Linked DNA regions of Drosophila melanogaster: region 2 is linked to region 1. The links are chromatin contacts, called in public Hi-C maps. All regions are on one chromosome and are shown on one strand. The core of a region is the stretch at or near the end of the contact, and the rest is flanking DNA. Distances in the headings are between cores, read along the strand shown. Region 1 holds the start of CG17110. Region 2 holds the start of unk (unkempt).

The links. Hi-C and Micro-C count contacts between places; a contact is called where the count stands out from the background.
Region 2: a Hi-C map of the Kc167 cell line shows a contact between it and region 1, with 2.4 times the contacts expected there. The contact joins the promoter of unk here to the promoter of CG17110 in region 1. A contact is called at or near these places in 10 of 107 Hi-C or Micro-C datasets (the Kc167 cell line, the ML-DmBG3-c2 cell line, the OSC cell line and 4 more).

Annotation. Positions count from the first base shown.
Region 1 is chr3R:23,090,380-23,096,366 of dm6, reverse strand. CG17110 reads right to left here and starts at 4,643. Exons shown (of 9, transcript NM_001300550.1): 1 at 4,611-4,643; 2 at 4,406-4,504; 3 at 3,820-4,311; 4 at 3,349-3,766; 5 at 2,934-3,285; 6 at 2,592-2,866; 7 at 2,046-2,537; 8 at 1,573-1,987; 9 at 1,183-1,517. The coding sequence starts at 2,688. The coding sequence ends at 1,313. All of the region lies in intron 1 of Cow (Carrier of Wingless), which reads left to right. CG6726 reads right to left here and starts at 4,643. Exons shown (of 9, transcript NM_001300549.1): 1 at 4,611-4,643; 2 at 4,406-4,504; 3 at 3,820-4,311; 4 at 3,349-3,766; 5 at 2,934-3,285; 6 at 2,592-2,866; 7 at 2,046-2,537; 8 at 1,573-1,987; 9 at 1,183-1,517. The coding sequence starts at 4,496. The coding sequence ends at 3,081. CG17109 reads right to left here and starts at 677. Exons shown (of 4, transcript NM_001275930.1): 1 at 544-677; 2 at 1-484. The coding sequence starts at 634.
Region 2 is chr3R:23,154,390-23,159,928 of dm6, reverse strand. unk (unkempt) reads left to right here and starts at 2,067. Exons shown (of 7, transcript NM_001275931.1): 1 at 2,067-2,150; 2 at 2,219-2,428; 3 at 3,436-3,855; 4 at 3,918-4,120; 5 at 4,959-5,084; 6 at 5,155-5,539. The coding sequence starts at 2,086. It overlaps VhaAC39-2 (Vacuolar H[+] ATPase AC39 subunit 2), which reads left to right and starts at 613. Exons shown (of 2, transcript NM_142871.1): 1 at 613-1,375; 2 at 1,443-1,912. The coding sequence starts at 690. The coding sequence ends at 1,809.

The DNA.
Region 1 (5,987 bases), core at 3,394-5,893:
CGCATACGTTCGGCATAAAAGACATAGAACAGATCTATTTCACTGGTGCCGCCCTCGTCCAGACTGAAACCAACATTCATGTTGCTGTAGTATTCCGTTTTGACGAACTCCTGCATGCCCAGCTCGCCGCCGATCTCCTCATCGGGCACAAAGGTCACGAAGAAATTGCGCTTGGGCTGGACACCACTTGCCTTAAGCAGGCGGATGGCACCCAGATATCCTGTGCCCACCGACTTCATGTCCTGAGTACCGCGCGCAAAGATCCTGCCCTCCTCATCGATATCGGCAGCGAAGGGATCGTGGGTCCACTTGTCACGGAACACCGGCACCACATCCATGTGCGAGTTGAGAATGACGGAGGGCAGCTCCGGTTCGGTGCCCAACCACTTGATGATCACCACAGGCTTCTTCTCCACTGGATATATAACATCCACGGGAAGATCCAGGCTGTGAGCCTGCCTTTTCAGGAACTCCACACATTCGGCTAGAAGTTAAGATGTACATGAGTAGTGCTCTTCTGTGAATTCCTTGGGGAATCCTTACTGTAATCCACATTTGGCTGCACCGTAGCTATGCGCAAATATTCGCGGAATATTTTGATTTCCTCGTTGTCCTCCCACTTTTCGGTGCTCATTTTGTGGATATGTTTTCGCTGCCAGTCACCAAACTCGAATGTGCCGCAGTTGGCAAAAAATGAACTTATACAGAAATTTTTGTGTGTTGGGTGATTTTGGTTTTATGGCCTTGGCTTCGTATTATTATCAAATAATGAGTTCGTTATCAAACTCGGTTGTTATAGAAATGATAACAGCACATATTCTTGTACAAAATTCTACCAAAACAAATGTCTAATAGCAAACGGTAGCCAATTCGATAAAGTTCACATAACACCAATAAAACTCAACCACCGTCGTTTATGGTCTGCGAAAAAATGGGTTATTATAATTTGTATTTGGTTTGATAAGAAAATAGAATACATATTAATGTAATTATTGATAATTATGATGTATATATAAAATACAACCCCTTTACGTGAAGGTTACGTTAGTTTTTGAGAACGATATCAATAGTTGTGACGATTTATTGGATATTGAATGAGGGCAAAGTCCATGACAAAAACTCTCTTCTGAAACTCGTGTTATCAGTGTGTGATTTTCATTTGTTTAGAAACAGATATGATTTGTAGTAGTCACACCATTTAAACATTTAATTTTGGTCCTACACTCATCGAGCCAAAAACATTACTCATAAGCGATAAGACCAATTGTAGCATATTGATTTCCATTTATGAGTGGAACTTCGCTTGAACATTTTATGAATCAGCAATAGAGGGGATGAGCTTCCTGTACACCTGAATTCCGTGCAGATATGTGTCGGCCCGCAAATATTCATCATGATTGTGCAGCAGCACCGGGGTGTTGTTGATGGGTGAAAATCCCAGAGCGGGAATTCCCACTTGCCGGACGTAGAAGCTATCGGTGGCGCCGGGGAAAACTCGTGTATGGGTGATCAAACCTCTGGAAAATTTCAACAAATTATGAAGTGAAAACTACACAATCTTTGTTTACCTACAGTTCATCTAGTCCCTTTTTGAAGCCCAGCCAGTAGGGATTGGAGTCGTCTATCTTGGTCACCACCGAGGGGCACTTCAGCGTGAAATCCAGTTCCACTCCACCACCGACTTCGTTGCACCACTCGCGAATCTGATTCTCCATTGCATCGGCATTCTGGTTGATGGCTATGCGAATATCAAAAGTGGCTTCTAGTACGGGGGGAACCACATTGCTTTGGACGCCACCGTTGAGTTGGGTCAGGTTCAAAGTGGTCACATCACCGGACTGCAAGGAGGAGTCCTCGGCCAGTAGCTTGACCTGGGTTTCTCGGAACTTCATCAGCTTATCCATCACAAAGTGAAACTTTTCGCCAGCCGTGCTTTTGTGCAGCAGCGATCCATGACCTGAAGTGCCACTGAATTTAAATCGAAGTTCTGCAGGGGTATAAAATGAATCAGAATATATTGCTACTGATGCAAATGGAAGACTTACGCCACAATGTACGCTCGGCGTAAAATACAGGATAAGTGTCATCTTCACTGGCGATGCCCTCGTCCAGGCTAAAGCCCACATTCATGGCTTTGAAGTAATCACCCTTGACGAATTCAGCCATGCCCATGTGTCCGCCAGTTTCCTCGTCGGGCACAAAAGTCAAATATACGGTCCTTTTTGGCTGATAGCCACTGGCTTTGAGTGCACGGACCGCAGCCATGTACTGACATCCCACGGACTTCATGTCCTGGGCACCGCGTGCATAAATCCGGCCTTGGGCGTCTATGTGGGCACCAAACGGCTCATGGGTCCACTTTTCGGGAAACACGGGCACCACGTCCATGTGTGAGTTCAATATAATGGATTTCAGCTCGGGATGCTTGCCCAGCCACTTCATAATCACCACCGGTTTCGAAGGCACAACAGGATACACCACGTCCACGCGGAGATTAAGTTTGTTAGCCTGGCGTTTTAGGAACTCCACGCATGCAGCTGCAAGGGAAATAGGGATAACAAAATCCAAGGAGCGGAAAAACAAATCCTTACTGTAGTCCACGTCTGGATGCACCGAGGGAATGCGCAAATACTCCTGGAAAATGATTATTTCCTCGTCGTTCTTCCATTGTTCCGTGCAAGTGCACATTTTGAGTTGAATGCCCCGTGGTTCTAAAGGAACTGACTTGTAATCCACCGTGCTGTTTGGTTTGAAGTCTGAGTGTGGATTGACTTAATGGCATTATCAGTTGTTGACTTTAAGCTACTTGATTAGAAGAGCCCACAATTTGCGGATTTTCATCTTTGCGCTAAGAGCTTAATGTTATCTAGCAAAGCCATAATAGTAAACCATAAACTTATTCATTTTCATTTAAATTTCCTTTTTTTGCTCACCATTAATGGTATGGACTATGGACTGGCTTATTTATTCATACATTGTTTATTTAAATGGGTTTTTATAAGCCTGCTTGTTTAAAGTTATTACAATAAACATCGACAAGTAAGCATTAAATGCATTATTTCATAATTGAATTGAGTTCGCTAAGCATCAGCTACGGCAGGAATGAGCTTCTTGTAAACCTCAATGCCGTGCAAATAGGTATCGGCTTTCAGGAATTCATCGTGGTCGTGCAGCAGGATGGGGGTGTTGTTAATGGGCGAGAATCCTAGAGCTGGAATGCCTGCGTAGCGAATATAACGACTGTCCGTGGCGCCGGGGAAAACACGAACCCGTGTCTTGAGGCCACTGAAAGAAACAAGGAGAAAGGATATCAGAGCCATGCCTTTTGTCAGAGCTTCTCATCCTTACAGGTCATCGAGTGCTTTCTTAAAGGCCAGCCAGTAGGCATTCGACGAGTCAATCTTTGTTGGCTCCACAAAGGGGTTTTTCATCTCAAACTCCAGTTCAATGCCGCCGCCAGCCTCCTCGCACCAGTCGCGAATCTGCTTCTCAAAGGCAGGGATATCCACGGTGACGGCAATGCGGATATCAAATACAGCTTCCAGCAATGGGGGAACCACGTTGCTCTGGACTCCGCCCCTCAGTTGGGTGAGATTCACAGTGGTCACATCACCAATTTCGAGGGATGAGTCGTCAGCTAGTTTTTGCACTTGCGATTTGCGGAACTCCATCATTTTGCCTACCACATAGTTCAGCTTCTCGCCAGCAGTATTCGGGAGCAACAGTGATCCGTGACCAGCAGTTCCGCTGATCTTGAAACGAAGATCTGCAGGAAAACATGGCTAGCTTAAATTGTTTGTATGAGTCAATCCTACTCACGCCAAAGAGTCCGTTCAGCGTAGTACAGAGCGTAGGTTTCATCCGCACTAGAGATTCCCTCGTCGAAACTGAATCCCACATTGAGCTTCTTGAAGTAGTCGCTCTTTACCAGCTCCCGCATGCCCAGGTGGCCGCCAACCTCCTCGTCCGGAACATAAGTGAGATAGATCGTCCTCTTGGGTTGATAGCCACTGGCCTTGAGGGCACGCACAGCTCCCAGATATTGGGTGCCCACGCACTTCATGTCCTGCGATCCGCGCGCAAAGATGCGACCCTCTGCATCTAGATCCGCGCTGAATGGACCGTGTGTCCACTTCTCCTCAAAAACGGGCACTACATCCGTGTGCGAATTGAGAATGATGGAGGGCAGTTCCGGCTGGGAACCCTGCCATTTTAGCACCACCACGGGATTCTGCTCGTTCACCGGATAGATAACCTCCACGGGCAGGTCCAAGCTGGCAGCCTGGCGTTTCAAGAATTCCGTGCAAACGGCTATAAATAGCAGACACATTTTATGGCAAGGTCATAAAGATCAGGGTACTCTTATCGCAGCCTCATAAAGATATACATGCCCATTGGAACTCACTGTAATCCACATTTGGATGCACCGTTGGTATGCGAAGATATTCGCGAAAGATCTTAATCTCCTCGTTGTTCTCCCACTTGGCTGTACTCATTTTGCACTCTATAAAATGTAAATAATTAGCCGGCTGATAACAAATCAATTAAATTGTTTGCTGAAATCAGCTGATCGACACTTCACCACAGCGGAGAGCAGACACACAACACACCTTTCGCAACACTGGCTCGACGACGACTGTGCGATCGTGGAGAGAAGCGCGCGTTTAAATATCAGCGATAAGCGAGCGAAAGAGAGGGCATGATAATAAATCCGAGAAGGAACTAAACCTAATTTCTTATCATACGGTGCTGCCTATAAACTGTTTTATCTTACGCATTTGTTTACTTTTTAGATGGCTAATCTACTTTTCAGTACAAATGACTTGCAGTTAACAATTGCTTCCGTCATTAATAATATTCGTGTCTTCCCATTTCTATATGAGAAACTAATTTGATGAATTTAATATCCAGCACTCAAAAATTCAATTGATTACAAAAGAGACATCCCCTAATAGTAATTTCTATCTTGTACTGCATTATTTATAAATTAAACTGAATTTTGCAGCTCATAGCACAAGGAGTGGAACTCTATTTCTGTACCATCCCAATTGGTAGGGATTCCACTCCATGTATTGGTGAACATTCTTCCATCACTTTCCGGTACATATGAACCCACTTTAAGGCTCATTTACTTGGGATTCCCCCTGGCTGATGGATTTATTTGCCTTAAATGGAGGCGAAGGTGCTTCGCATTGCTTTGGGGGTAACAGGACTGCAGGATTGCTGGATTGATGGTGACCCCATTTGGCCCGCAGCCAAGATTTCCGATTACTGATGAATCGCATGCAATCGCATTCCAATTCCAGTTGATTTGTTAATCAAGATGCACTGCACACGTTCGCACCACACGCCCAGTGGGCTTCCGGGTAAACAAGTTGCCCCTCCTCGGGCCTTTCAGCCACTCGAATCCAATTCAAATTTCGCATATTAATAGTGTTCCTGCTGCACTTGCCGACTTTGCTGCACTGCGTCTGTTGTCCCAGTAGTGTGTCAAAAGTTAGTTTCGCATTTAGATTTCACGCTTGTTCCCATACAGAAAAAAAGGTGGTTGGGCCAAAAAAAATACACAAAACCAAAGCCCTCTGATTTGTGTCGCATACACACCCTGCTAGGCCAAAGTTGATATTGTTTTAGTGTGTGTACTCACAAAAAGTCATTAAAAGTTCATTAACAATGTTGCTGGGATTTTAATGGCGCACCAGCAGCAATAGCAGCAACTACAGGCTACACATGTCTGCATTTTAAATAACATCCAAGCCCCACATTCGTACAAACTCGTACTCTCCCCATTTACAGCGTCACATAAGTCAAATAAATACACAAGTTTCCTGCGCACAAACACTCGTTCAGCTGCACAATGGGCCAAAATGGCAAGTTTTTGGCATAATTCGAATGTAATGTCCCTAGAATAGAGTCTATAAGTCTGTACAGAGGCTAAAGTAGTTCATTCTTAGTCGAGTAAAACACGAATCTACTTATCTGATGCC
Region 2 (5,539 bases), core at 818-3,317, 66 kb before region 1:
GCGACACTAACAAGGCAAAGAAATATCAAAAACAAAGGCCGGGCGAGAAATTCACATGTTTATTTGTTCTAGTTGAATGAACGTGTAACAACTTGCAGTTAGTATGCTATTGGCCCGAGCGCAGCTAGTTGACTGAGTAAACAAACAGAGTTGGCAGCAAGTAAACAAATGGCCCAGAGCAACAGGTAATTTCCGTACAGCATCCTCCAGGCGCATGTGCGGAAATTGCGTTAGAATGGGCCGATAAATAGCTATCTGAAATTCAAATAGCAAGCTTTAACTAGGTGCATTTTCTTATAACTAAAATAATCTAGTTGGATGCACTTTAAAACGAACAAACCAAACAAATAATATCTTTTCAAATTTAAAGTTAAAATTTAAAAAACCGTTAGAGCGCTGCCATATTGTCAAAAAGGATAAACGAATGGCAGCCTTGCACCATCGGTAGCGCCATCTAGCGTGCATCGGTAGATACCGCCACCGAATATTTAAATATTATATATAAATATATTTGTAGCTTAATAAATATTATTTTAGCATCTAGAATCCTTAGTATTTATATCAGAATCAGTTCATCCGAGAAATACCTATCACCGCATGTTCCATCTATCAATTTCTGCTTTCACTTAAAAGTTGCCTGGCGTGTGAATTCCTACTAATAGATAGCTCGAAAATAATAATAAGTCAAAATGTCGATGATATTCAACACGGAGTATGGCTACCTGGAGGCCCTAACGCGCGGATTCAAGAACGGCATGCTAAAGCACTCGGACTATCTAAATCTGACCCAGTGTGAATCCCTCGAGGACGTAATGATCAGCATCCAGGGCACGGATTACGGTCTCATCTTTGGTGGCGAACAATCAGCGCCGTCCGTTGAGGTGATCGAAAGATGCCTTAGGGATCGTCTGCTGCAGCAATACTACTACATACGCAGTCATTCGACGGAGCCGCTGACCACCTTTATGGAGTTCATACGATATCCGTTCATGATCGATAATGTGGCGCTTCTGGTCGCTGGCCTAAACAATCACCGATCCATGAAGCGTCTGCTAAGAATGTGTCATCCGCTGGGCGAATTCGATCAACTGGGCGCCATCGAAGTGGCCTCGAATTCTGCGGAGCTCTTCGACGCCGTTCTAATTGACACGCCCATCGCTCGGTTTGTGCCACGCGATTTGCCCATGGAGTCGTTGCGTTACCTCGACGTGGAGATTGTGCGTGCCCATCTGTATCGTGCTTATTTGGAGAAATTCTACGCCTATTGCAGCCAACTGGGCGGCAATACCGCCAACGTGATGACCAATCTATTGTCCTTCGAGGCGGATCGTCGGACCATTACAATAGCTGTGAACGCTATTGGCAGTGATATCATGTAAGATATCTGTGTTGCTATGAAATTCTTCATATTATACTCATAATGCCCACCTTCCAACACTCAGACCGAAGGAGCGTCTAAAGATGTTCCCCACCTGTGGCTACCTGCCCAAAATAGCCTTGGCCTCCATGTCCACTTTAAATGATACGGATAAAATAAGGGATGTTTGCAATGTGTTCGATGGCTATGGCAAAATGTTTGACAATTTGGAGCGCGACTCGGACGGCATGATTACGCTGGAGGACCGCTTTCTCATGATGGAGGCCAAGAAGAATGTGCAGACCTTCCTGCAGCAGTACCATTTCGGGATCTTCTACTCGTTCATTAAACTTAAACAGTTGGAGGTACGCAATATCGTCTGGATTAGCGAATGCATAGCGCAGCGACAGACGGACAGAATCAACGCCTTCATTCCCATACCCTTGGACTAGAAACGCTTTTGCTTTCCTTCTTCGAAATGTTTTCCCTTTGAAATGTGTGTTATAATATATAGGCGTTGTTATAAATAAAACACATGCATAACAATTTCGCATTAATTTTGGCGCCAAATTTGTTTCGTTTGCGTCCCGGCTAACCACCCATCAACTGGGGTGTGTGTATTTGCTAACCAATCGATATGGACGATGCCGACAAAAATTATCGATATCAATCGACTTAAGGCCATGGATGCCCGACGCACCGATGTTTTTTGCACATCACTAACAACGATGTTGGCAAATGAAACGAACAAGCTGCTGCTTTCCTCGCAGCAGGAAAAACCAAATCACTACACGTAAATAGATGCTAACTAATGCAAACGATGGTTAATTTGACGTGCAACCTTTCCGCCAACCGTTTCAGCTACCTGAAGGAGTTCCGCGTGGAGCAGTGCCAGTCGTTTTTACAGCACAAGTGCAACCAGCATCGCCCCTTCGTCTGTTTCAATTGGCATTTTCAAAACCAGCGTCGGCGTCGTCCAGTGCGAAAACGCGATGGCACCTTCAACTACAGTGCGGATAACTATTGCACCAAATACGACGAGACCACTGGGATTTGTCCCGAGGGCGACGAGTGAGTAGAAATGTTGTGAAATTCATAGTTTCTGATGGCCCGTGAAAACGCTGGACGGGACGATTGCAGTGGCGGAGGATGGATGAGACAGCAATAGCGAACGACGTTGTATTTTTTTTGTTTCCTCTTTGCGCTCTCCTTCCTTCGCGATGTGTGTGTATCTCTTGTCTTCGTGTTTACAAACAAAAACCATAGTGTGTTTGTGTGCAGGGGGGTGTGGTGGGGGCGGTGGCAGGGGCCTGGCGTTGTCTGGAAAGCCAAAAGTGAAATTGTAAGTGCGTATGTGGGCGTGCTGCTTGCTGTATCTCTGTGCATGTGTATGTGTGTGCAGGCGAGGTCACCACCGTGCAAAAGTGAAAGTGATTCCAGCTCTAGTGGGCTAGCAAATTCTTATCAGCATCCGTTTTGTGGTGGTTGTTGCTCTCTTGTCGCATGTATACATGCACAGACGCTCGCATACACACAGGTACGCACAAACAAACACACGCACAGACGTAGGGCATCGCTACAAGTGTGTGCGTCATTGTTTTTATTGCGTTTCGCTTTTGCGTGTTTTCTTCTTCGTTTATTTTGATTTTCCCCCGGCAGCTTCGAAATGTACAGTTATTGTGGCTGGCGAGCTTTGGAGAAAAGCTCTGTGAAGTGTAAGAACGGGCTAAAAGTAAAACGCAATTACGCTTTGCGAGAGACAACAACAATGTCTGTTTTTATGACCCAGACTCGAGGTCCAACCTCTGACCCCGACCTCCATTCTATCCATTTATCGTTGTAGTCTCCTTACAGGGTACGAAGGTGGAAAGAAAGCGGTTTTAGTTTTGAAAGAGAAATTTCTTTTACTTATTAAAGAAATACCCTCAAACATGTATTAAAATGATGATTTTGCTGTAAATGTACAACTTTGTTGTTTTTTGTTACGGTTCTTTTTAATTAATGGGTATCATACAGTCCATTCACTTAGCCTCGTCGCCTGCTTTGACGTCACTAAAACTCCCTTTCTCCCCATTTAGATGCCCCTACTTACACCGCACTGCTGGCGACACCGAAAGGCGATACCATCTGCGCTACTACAAGACATGCATGTGCGTCCACGACACCGACAGCCGAGGATACTGCGTCAAGAATGGACTACACTGCGCCTTCGCCCACGGCATGCAGGACCAGCGCCCACCGGTTTATGACATCAAAGAGCTGGAGACCCTGCAGAACGCAGAGAGCACACTGGACAGCACTAATGCTTTGAATGCCCTGGACAAGGAGCGCAATTTGATGAACGAGGATCCCAAGTGGCAGGACACCAACTACGTGCTGGCCAATTACAAGACAGAGCCCTGCAAGCGCCCACCGCGCCTGTGCCGCCAAGGATACGCTTGTCCACAGTACCACAATAGCAAGGACAAACGTCGCTCGCCCAGAAAATACAAGTACAGGTAAGATTTCCCCTGAATTCATCCTAAAGTCAGTTTTAAACCGCGATATACCATTGTTTTAGGTCCACTCCTTGCCCCAATGTCAAGCACGGCGAGGAATGGGGAGAACCGGGCAACTGCGAGGCCGGCGATAACTGCCAGTACTGCCACACACGCACCGAGCAGCAGTTCCACCCGGAGATCTACAAGTCGACCAAGTGCAACGATGTCCAGCAGGCCGGATACTGTCCGCGCAGCGTCTTCTGCGCCTTTGCCCATGTGGAACGTAAGTATAGAGGATTCGATGAGCTAATATATAGGACTCAGCGTTGTGCTCCACAACCAGTTGTTGTAGGGATGTGTTTAGGGCCAAGTTATGATATTACAGTTCTAACTTAATGTTTGTCTTTTACTCGCCTCATCCATCAAACCGCAAATCTGTTTCCAACTATCACTCAAATCCTTTGAAAACACGTACATCAATCAATGTTTGCTTTGCCGCTCGGTGTTGCTTGTCCATGTAACTACTCCCAATCCAAATAAAGCATGTTCAATTGACGAGAAGACGCGGGATCACACGGTATACCTAAACGAGCTTATTTCCAATGCCTATCCTGATTTAAAAGCTCAGGATGCGTTTCAAAGGGTCGATAATGTACGTATTACCGAAGCAATAACACTCATCCAAATAACGCCATCGATTTGCATCGCCTAAACCTAAACGTACTACCACACATCGTTTGCCGCTCTAATCCAGCTAACCATCATCAACTAACTGCTTAACACTTTCGATAAGCCATTTAATCATGTGTCCTGCTCTCCTCGATTTTTTTCTTTTCGTTTTGTTCTCTTAGTTGTTGAACATTGATGGTAATAGCACCAATAAAATGTTGGTAGACGCTTTGGAAAACACAACAAATTTCAGCAAATTTTTAAGTTTCTCACGACCCCTGGACAGTCGTTGTGAGTATCCCAGAGTCCTGACATGCGTACGTCTAAGTTATACACTAGAAATCAGTTCTTCGTTTTGGTTGTGGACAAAGAATGTCAGCGCTTAGATAGCAAATGTCGTGACCCCTAGCCTAACTGAAATTCAATAATTTTTTGTCTTCACTCTTTGCAAGCAGCTTGCTCAATGGACGATCCGCGCGAGAACTCATTGTCGGCGAGTCTGGCCAATACTAGCTTATTAACACGTTCCTCGGCGCCAATTAACATTCCTAATACGACTCTAAGTAACTCAATTAACGGTAAGTAGTCATCAACGTCCTATGAGTGCCAACTAATTGCTAATGCTAATACTCCATTCCATTTGCACAGATTTTAACTCAGGTAGCTTTGCCGTCAACATTCCCAGCAGCTCGCTCACCTACAGTCCCACCAACCATGCCAATCTCTTCAACGTGGACGCCTTCAACTATGGCGGCTCAAACAAACTCAGCAATTCCCTTTCGGCCACCCAGAACGATAGCAGTCTCTTCTTTCCGTCGCGCATCATATCGCCTGGCTTTGGCGATGGCTTGTCGATTAGTCCTTCGGTAAGGATATCCGAATTGAATACCATACGCGACGACATCAACAGCAGCTCGGTGGGAAATAGTCTGTTCGAGAACACTCTCAATACGGCCAAGAATGCGTTTAGCCTTCAATCTCTGCAGTCGCAAAACAACAGCGACTTGGGTCGCATCACCAATGAGCTGCTCAC